Regions from separate parts of the Rattus norvegicus genome. Here region 1 is linked to region 2. A link is a contact called in public Hi-C data. All regions are on one chromosome and are shown on one strand. Each heading gives the region's core, a stretch centred on a gene start, on an enhancer-like site or on the middle of the called end of the contact. The rest is flanking DNA. Distances are from core to core; before and after follow the strand shown.

The links. A called contact is a pair of places that touch in the nucleus more often than the background predicts.
Region 1: a Hi-C map of the Rat2 cell line shows a contact between it and region 2, with 3 times the contacts expected there. The contact joins two enhancer-like sites. A contact is called at or near these places in 4 of 12 Hi-C or Micro-C datasets (the Rat2 cell line, hepatocytes and liver).

What each region holds. Positions count from the first base shown.
Region 1 is chr1:183,788,348-183,792,998 of GRCr8, reverse strand. It overlaps Dnah3 (dynein, axonemal, heavy chain 3), which reads left to right. Exons shown (of 61, transcript NM_001427640.1): 43 at 745-924; 44 at 3,985-4,108; 45 at 4,204-4,360; 46 at 4,602-4,651. Among named protein-coding and RNA genes, the nearest start is that of Dcun1d3, 74 kb to the right of the region's middle. Within about 2 kb of position 1,603, at least 6 of the 93 cell types and tissues checked have an H3K27ac peak or open chromatin away from gene starts, as enhancers often do.
Region 2 is chr1:183,670,454-183,674,915 of GRCr8, reverse strand. It overlaps a transcript of Rexo5 not described here and a transcript of Dcun1d3 not described here. Among named protein-coding and RNA genes, the nearest start is that of Lyrm1, 44 kb to the left of the region's middle. Within about 2 kb of position 2,600, at least 13 of the 93 cell types and tissues checked have an H3K27ac peak or open chromatin away from gene starts, as enhancers often do.

The DNA.
Region 1 (4,651 bases), core at 354-2,853, 120 kb before region 2:
TATTAATATTTGTTGGAAAATAAAACAAAGAGCCCCTTCACCGAATTCAGTGTCTCCTATGTGCCCAACTGTGCAATGGGTTGCAGGCAGAAAATGTTCTTGTAATTAAAAGAACCTGTAACCCCCTCTTGACATTTTGAGTCTGCTCATGAAAGACCCAAGTTCAAAGCCTTGCTCCCACCAGAGTTCAGCTATTACAAATTGATTTAAGGCTCCTCAGAAGGAGGGGTTCTTACTCAGTAGTACAGCATTTGCTTACCATGTAGGGAGGCTCTGGGTTCAATCCCCATCACCACTGAAAATATGTTGGCTGGCAGGCACCATGTCTATAGTGTTTGAGATAAGCATGGGCAATACAGTAAGACTCTCTCTCAAGACTGAAAGCTCAACAAACCAAAAAACTTTTGGCAGGCACCTCACCGTTGTATGCTTAGCAATGTCTGTGGTATTGTAGACAGTGAATGTGACTAAGAAAAATGGGGGAAAGTTAAATGCTTGCTTGTTGATGTCACCCCATGTATAGTATAGCCATGATGGACAGAGATTTCAAGAAGATAGCAAACTCTAAACCCAAGGAAACCCTTTCCCATCTGGTCAGGATGTCTACTGACTGGGTCTTGAATAGGAGCGGGGTCACCGGAAACAGATTTTCTCATGGAGGTTACAGTCATTGATGACCCTTGTAAAACCAAAGGATCCCATAGACTCACTCACAGTGTGTGTGACTGTGGCTTCTTTCTACAGATGACCTTAACATGCCAGCCAAAGAGGTGTATGGAGCCCAGCCCCCCATTGAGCTGCTGCGACAATGGATTGACCACGGCTACTGGTTTGACAAGAAAGACACAAACAGGCTGGACATTGTGGATGTTCTGCTTGTGACTGCCATGGGTCCCCCTGGTGGAGGAAGGAATGACATCACTGGTATGTCTAGGAAGAGGGTTTATTTCTCTCTATTTCCCTGCAGAGCTGGGGATCATGGATGAATTGGTTTGGTTCAACAGGAGAGATTGTAGATTATGTGCCTTCGTGAGAGCTGGAAGGTTTGAGTTAGCTTTAGACTTGATGTTGGAAGTTGTGTGCAGTGTGGTGGGAAGATGGCAAGAGTCTGTAAAGAGTCTTGTCTATTCATCAAAAGGGGGTAACATGTGAAGGGAGGAGCTACAGGGTTGCATTTGCCTCGGGTCTGAGCCCAACAAAGTCTAAGGTACCTCGACTCCATAGGGAGCTTGTTATATTTCTATTTTCAAACAGGAACGTTTCTAGAACCCACAGCAATGGGCAGTTCAAGTTCAGTCACAAATAGGATCTCTGAAAAGTTTCTAGTATAGAATCTAGCACTTGCAATTGCCAGGAATGTGTGTGGTAACGGGATCAAGCACAGCAATGGCTCCAGTGAGAGCATCCACGTTCTACAGATGCTCAGGAAATGCCAAGCTGAGGCAGTTAAGTGGGTTTGTGGGGTCTGCTCTGGAGTGGGTCATCTCAAGAAGTTAAGATGATCTGATGAGTCAATTTCTTAATTTCCATCCAGAAGTCTGGAAAAATGAAAAGAATTTAGGGTTGTCACATGATAAAAAAGCCGAGTCACTCCTGTTAGCTGTGAGAGAGGATGCTGAGTCACCTTCATGGTTGGCAAGAACAATCTTGTTTCTATTGTAATCCATCACTGTCAGGGAATGATTTGAATTTTAATTGTATGTGTATGAGTGTTTTGCTTAGATGTATGTTTATATGTGCACTGTGTGTATTTCTGGTGCCTGTGGAGGCTAGAAGAGAATACCAGATCCCCTGGACCTGAAGTTATAGACAGTTGTAAGTCTCCATCTGGGTGCTAGAGACCAAAACTGAGTCTTCCTCAAGGTAAGTACCCTTAACCACTGAGCCATCTCCTTGTCCCTAATGTTGATTCTTAGTGAAATTGTATTCAGTGGGGAACCAATAACCTAGCTTATAACGGACAGTTATTAGCATTAGATGGAGAAACTGAAGCTCAAGGCAGTACGTTATGGTTATTGGGAGCACAGCAATTGATGGCAGTAGCCTGTTTGCCTAACACAGAGAGAGCATGATTATATGTTAAATACTATTTTTCATCAAATCTGAATGGTGTTCTCAAAATCACATGCCTATCAATGGCTACAGAGCAGCAGTGTAGAAAATATAAGTCTACCTCCACATGTATACATATACACATATATATGTACACATCTCTATGTACAAGTACATACATTATACACACACACACACAGGTAGAAATAGAAAAGGTGCTCAACATTAACCTCTAGTTTACACACAAATAACACACATATACATACTCACACATGAATACATGAATACCAAACACACAGACACACACCTATATACACATATGTAGGCATCCATGCATCCATGCATGAACACACACATGCCAAACAAACATACCCACATATATGAACACATACATAACAAACACATAGAGGCACATACAAAAAAATTAGTCTACTGTTACTTTTTTAACAAGAATATATGTGTGTGCTTTAACATTTTATTGTTTATTCTTATATGTGTGGGTGTTTTGTCTACATGTATGCCTGTGTGACATGTGCAGACAGTGCCTGTTGAGTCCAGAAAAGGGTATTGGATCCCCTGAGACTGGAATTACAGATAGTTGTGAGCCCAATGTGGGTGCTGGGAATAGAATGTAGGTCCCTTGGAAGAAAAGCTAGTGCTCTTAGCCACTGAATGAATACTCAAGCCCCTATATGTGCATATTTATATGTACACTCGCATACATATAATTACATGTGTGTAGGCATACACAGAAACTACATACTTTACATGTGTATTGCTGTAAATATGTGAAAAGCTGAGGAGGAATTTGGGGCAATGGCAGCGCCACAGCACTACAGGTTTTGCTTCTCCCCAAATCCATGTACAAATGCAGACAACCAGAGAACAGAACTCCAAAAACTTACTAAACAATAGTTATAGTGAGTCTAATTTGCAGAGCCCCAATTCTCAAAATGCTAATGATTAGCAACAAACCCCAGACAGCTACAGGACCTGAAAACCGTCTGCACATGCAAATGAAAGCAGGAAGAAGTGAAGGGACTCAGGCCTGAGAAGGGCGGGTTAGTAAATAGTGGTTAACTTGGGAGTGGAGAGGGAAGTCAGCGAAGGAGATGCTTTCTAAAATAATAATCATCATAATAATAATAATGTTTTTGCCTATCATACAGTAATCAAGTATTTCCTTTAGTTTTTAAAAATAATGTTGTGGGGCTGAAAGGAAAAAGATACTTAGTTAAGAGGATACATTGTTCTTACAGAGATCCTGAGTTCAAGTCCCAGCACCCTTGTTGGGCAGTTCACAACTGCTTGTACTAACTACAGCTCCAGGGGATCCAATACCCTGTTCTGGAGTCCTTAGTCACCAGTATCCATGCATGCACAAAGCCATACACAGATGCACATGGACATACATAATTAAAAAATAAGATCACTGATCTTTCAGAGGATCTGGCTTTGATTCCCAGTACCCACGTGATTGCTCACGACCCTCTTTAACTCTGGTTTGTAGGAATCCTGTGCCCTCGGTCTGCAGGCCATTACATAATGCCCTGATACACACTCTCATTCATAGAATTAAAATAAGTAAAACACATATCTAAGTAAATAAAGAAGAGTGAAATCTTAAAAATAAAGCAACCTCGTGTGCCAGAGGAGGCAGAGTTAGCATCCCTTCTGCAGATCAGGGATTTGTCTGTGTGTGCACTGAGCAAGCTACGTGTGGCTACTGGACACATCTTTTGTGGTCAGTGAAACTGAGGAGGCCCATTCTTGATGTCATAGCTCATATTCAGTGTAAATACTGTGGCTGGAGGCTGATTGTTGGATGGCAGAACTGTAGAACTTGAGAGCAGAGGGATATTGACTCTGCTCCTTCCCAGGGTCACTAGGTCTGGAAAGCGTGTGTGCAAACTCACGTGTTTGTGTTTCCAGGACGGTTCACTCGCCATCTAAATCTCCTTTCCATCAATGCCTTTGAGGATGAAATCTTAACCAAAATTTTCAGTTCTATCGCTGACTGGCATTTTGGGAAAGGGTTTGATGTCATGTTCTTACGGTAAGAAGTTCCTGTAGCTTCCTGCTTATTGACCTGGGGGTGGTCCTCATTTCTGCTTGACTGTGTGACTGATCTGCTTCCCTTTTCCTCCTGAGGTATGGGAGGATGCTGGTCCAAGCAACCCAGATCATTTACAGAGCTGCAGTGGAGAACTTCTTGCCAACTCCCTCCAAATCACATTATGTCTTTAACCTTCGGGATTTCTCACGGGTGATCCAGGGAGTGCTGCTGTGCCCCCACACCCACCTACAGGTCAGTTGTTTCTGTTTCTGTCTTGAAGATCTTTTGGCAATATTCCTGGAGCTGTACTGCTAGTGTACCTAGTATAATAGGCTTTTACTAACCACAGACTCTATTCTCTGTGGTGGGCATGGCATAGTACTTTCTATCCATTGTTTAATTTATAGCTCACATCGACCCCAAGATTTAGAGACTTTTTGAGAACCACAAGTACCATCCTTAATGCATTCAAATGACTGACTCTGGCCTTTAGGATTTGGAAAAATTTATCCGGCTTTGGATCCATGAAGTTTACCGAGTCTT
Region 2 (4,462 bases), core at 1,351-3,850:
GTTTCTCTTGGGAACCCAGCCTGCTCTCATAGATACCTACTTCTATCACATACCCTGAGCATTGCCAAAAGAAGCCATTCAGCAGCTGCTGTTTTTCTCTCAGCACAAATATATTTGCTACAGAAGAACTATCTTTTCTCTAATACTAATTCCCCGTCCAGTCCTCAGAATCTGATTAACTGTTCTTCCCTGCTGCACTGAATATGTTCGAGATTTTAAAGAGGGAATTTGAAGCAATAGGCAAACAGGGCTTGGTTGAATTGGTCTTGCATATATCCTGTCTTAAGCCAATGAGGTGATGAGTCCACTGCTCATGTGACCCTGCACCTTTGTGGATCCTTCTTGGTTTGTGACCAGTGTACGTTTCTTGAGGTTGTACAAACTTGACAAAAGTTAATACTTTTGTATTCTCTGCACTGTTGCACTCTTCAAATAGCCCCCTGAATATTACCTTGATATACACATTTTTGTCTTTGATGTCTACAGTATTTTTCTTTTTTTTTTAAATTTGAAGGTTATCTGCTGTTGGATTCAATAAATTTGTTTACCTAACTATTGATATTTCTGCAGAAAACAAAAAACAGTGAATTTATTCTGAAGTAGTTTATCAACCCATTGGGAACCTTTACCATTGTGATGCTATGCTATATAACAACTTGGGAAAATGACCCTTGTAAGATAGGAGTCTTGCTCCAAACACATGATGACCTCCATGCACATGAATGTTTGCTTATATGCCCATTACTGGAATCATCTTAATTACCTTAAGTAATGCAGTTCCCATGAGAAATGAGATGACAGTTTTGATCTCTTTGTTAAATGTATGGATGGTCCCTAGGTCTAATCAGGCTTGCAATGACTATTTTTTTTTTTTTTTACTCATCTGCAAAATAAAGGCATCTCCATTGGTATTAGGATTTAAGAAAAAGCCTGTGAAACACCCATGATACCTCATAGTGCTGAACTATAAGCCTCCTTAAAGTTCATCAAAAAGATGTTAAGTACATTGTGTGATAGTTGGGGGCACAGTTGTGTGTGGGATGATATTTGATCTTTCATCACTTAGTGGAGTGGGGATTAGATAAGCCTTTTCAGTTGGGAAAGGGTTCTAAGCTTGACTATACTCCCTAGAAAACTTGTAGTTTATCCTTGTTCCATAATCCTCTCACTGACTTCTGGGCTTGTTTCTTCTGTGCTTTGTCCCTTAAGCACAGATAGGGCCTTGCAGATTGGAGAATAGTAGAGTGGAAAGGAAGACAGCCAACTGGACATTAACAGAGTGGTAAATGGGTTACAAGATGATGAAATCCTACTTTCAACTAAAATATTGGCAAATAACTTTTATACAGTTACCAGAGAAGCTTAATTGCATATGGAATGGACTTCTACCAAGAAAGTATGCTAAAATGTAGTCCATGGGTATAGAGAAGAGTCACTTCAATTCTGGTGTCTTCTATAGACTCCTCAAAGCAGATGGCTAAGTTGGCTCTGGAATTTATCCCTCTAGGCCTGGGTTTTGACCCAAATTATAAAAGAAATAATGGAGATAATTGGATATATTTATCTATATATGAGAGGAAGCTGCTATATGTCAAGGTAGTGTCAGGAAGAATAAAGGTCAAATCATTAAAAATATGACTGGCCAGTGTGCACTTACATTGATCCCTGAATCAACCAGGACTTTAAATTACAAGGTTTTCATGCCTTAAGAAGCAAACATGAAGCACATTTTTGTTTTTCAAGACAGGGTTTCTCCGTGTAGCCCTGGCTATCCTGGAACTCACTCTGTATGTAGACTTAAGCTGGCCTCAAACTCAGATCTGACTGCCTCTGCCTTTGAATGCCAGAATTAAAAGCATGTGCTGCCACCACCCCCCAGCCTAGAAGCACTGACAAAAGGGGCACCATATTTGTTCCATAAGAAGCTCTTAAAGTCAATATGGAAAAGCAGTTGCTTCACAACAGAATGGGCAACAGATATATACCATCCATTGAAGAAAATATGGCCAAGAAGCTTCTGAAAAGTTGGGTGGCAATCTAAATGGTACTCCAGAACACAGTAGTTGAACATATGAAAATTGTTCTTTAATGCATGACAGTGGCAAAGATTTAAGACAATGCTGGCAAACAAACATCTTTCTATAATTAAAAAGAACCATTAATATGCATTAATACAGTATCTTCTTTTAGAAACTGCAAGGACAATATCTGTAGCTTCAGCATCAACAAAATAGTGTTTTAGACTATTTTTAACAGTTATACCATGCAGTTATTTGAAAAATCTGAATAATGACAGAAAAACCTAAGCTTGTAAAATATTGGCAGTCATTGATTCTGGGTAGTTAGATGTGTCTTTTTATTTTCCAAACTTAATACTGACTTTGCTATTTATTTTATAAGAAGTCCTTTTCAGAGGGTCAAGGCAATAAAAACAAATGTAGCTTAGTATTCTGAACAATCCCAGTATAGGGACAGGAATTCGAAACCCAAACTGAGTTCTGTAAAATCCTCTTGAGCTGCCTTTTCCCTAAGACTGCTCCTTGGGCAGCTGTCTTGGCAGCTCAGCATTGGCTGCCTAGAAGGGTGTGGGAGGAACAATGTACAAACGCACGTATGAATGGAATGTGTGTTTTGCAAGAGGCCAAGTTGGCAGCTTTGGTTTCCAAAAGGTGGGAGCATCAGCTGGAAGGACACAGTGTGCAGAATTCTCCGAGGCTTGTGGGCCAGGTCCATTTCTTCAGTCTGCAGTTGGGGCCCAGGGGAAACTTCATCTGTTCTGAAGGAGAGAGCCTTGCTGAGTCTTGGCAGTTAGAGGAGGTTCAGAGTGCCTTAATGGCTTCTTGGAAGAGTTTTCAAAATCCCCTAATGTTTGCCACTTACTGTGCACTTATACTGGACTTTTGCTAATTTAATTTCCTAACAACCATGAAGTAGGTTCTGGTCTCCCATTTTAAGCAGGGTCTCATAGGAAAATAGTTCCCATTTTACTGCTATTCTTGACATGTTCCACAAATGGAACTTTGAGGTCTCATACTTATTAAAAGTAGATATTTCCTCATCTTATACAGCTATGGAAATGAACTCAGAATGGCCCAAACAGCACCAGAGCTAACCCAGGCCTGCTGTGTCCAGGAGGGGCACTGTCTTACAGGACAGGAGCCTCAAGGAATAGATAACAATTACACCTCAGCTGGAAAAGAAACTCAAGTTAGCACAAGACAAGTTTCATCCTGTGGAGGGACTCCAGGAAACTGTCAATTTCACATCAAACATTAGTGCTTGGTTCCACTTAACGGTCCAACTTACAGAGGCTATATTTAAGGATTAAACACTGCTTAAGTGTCCAACTTTAAAGTTTCAGAACTATTTTTTTTCTTTCCTAACTATAAGTAACAATGCTGAACTTTAAAAAACAAAACTAGGGCCTCACTATGTAGCTTTGGTGGCCTGGCTTTCAGACTCCGATTCCCTTGCCTCTGCCTCCAGAGTGCATGCACCACCAAGCCTGCATGGGTTCTTTTGCTTGTTTTTAGCTCTCAAAACAAAGCTTTACATCAAAGCTTTTTGTAAACATGATTTACCAATCATACTAATCAGAGAGAATACTGTTAACATCCTGGCACATAGCATTCTAGGCTGGGTTCCAATCATGCATAGTTTTGTATATTTCCCCTACACATCAGGAATCAAACCTATAGAACAATTCTATATACTCATACACATGCACAACTATGAACAACTTCATTTATCTCCAGGGTAAATTCTGAGAGCCCAGTGAGGTGGCAAATGCTTTTGATCCCTTAAGTTGAGATGGGGATCTCTTGAGCTGAGGCTAGCATAGTCTACAGTGTTCCAGGACAACCAGGTCAGCTACATAAAGTGAGACCCTGTCTCAAAAAGCCAAGTAATAATCTTATGAGATACTAGCATCTCTGTGAACCAAGTATTCAACTTAAGTTGAGCAACTTCTTTAAAACAGGATTTGTAATAACCCTTTGGCATCTACTATGTCCTTTCTTAATAAGCATCTTATTACTCTCACTTCAAGTGAATTATAGGATCTGTGTATACACAGCAAAGGTTTTTGGTGTGACTAACTGATGAATTTACTTTATCTGGATCAGTTAATATCTACAAGATTAGGAACCGTGGACCCATGTCCCATCTTTCCAACACAGGCTACCTGTGAGAGTCACCTTTAAACTTAACACTATTTTTCTGAGTTTCAAGTTTCCAGTTTCCAAGTGGTGCCCTAGTCCGATGGGGACACCTGCTGGTGAAGAATGATGTTGCAGCTGTATCCCAAGAAGGAGGGAATCCCAAACATGGGGTTGAAAGTGCTTTTTGACTACAAAGCTAAGAGTCTTCCACTATCTGCTCTTGCCAAATGTTTTGTTCAGCCTTTTCCCCCCAGCCCTCTCTTTTTAATTTTATAACAGATGCCAAGGAATCAACAGTTTAG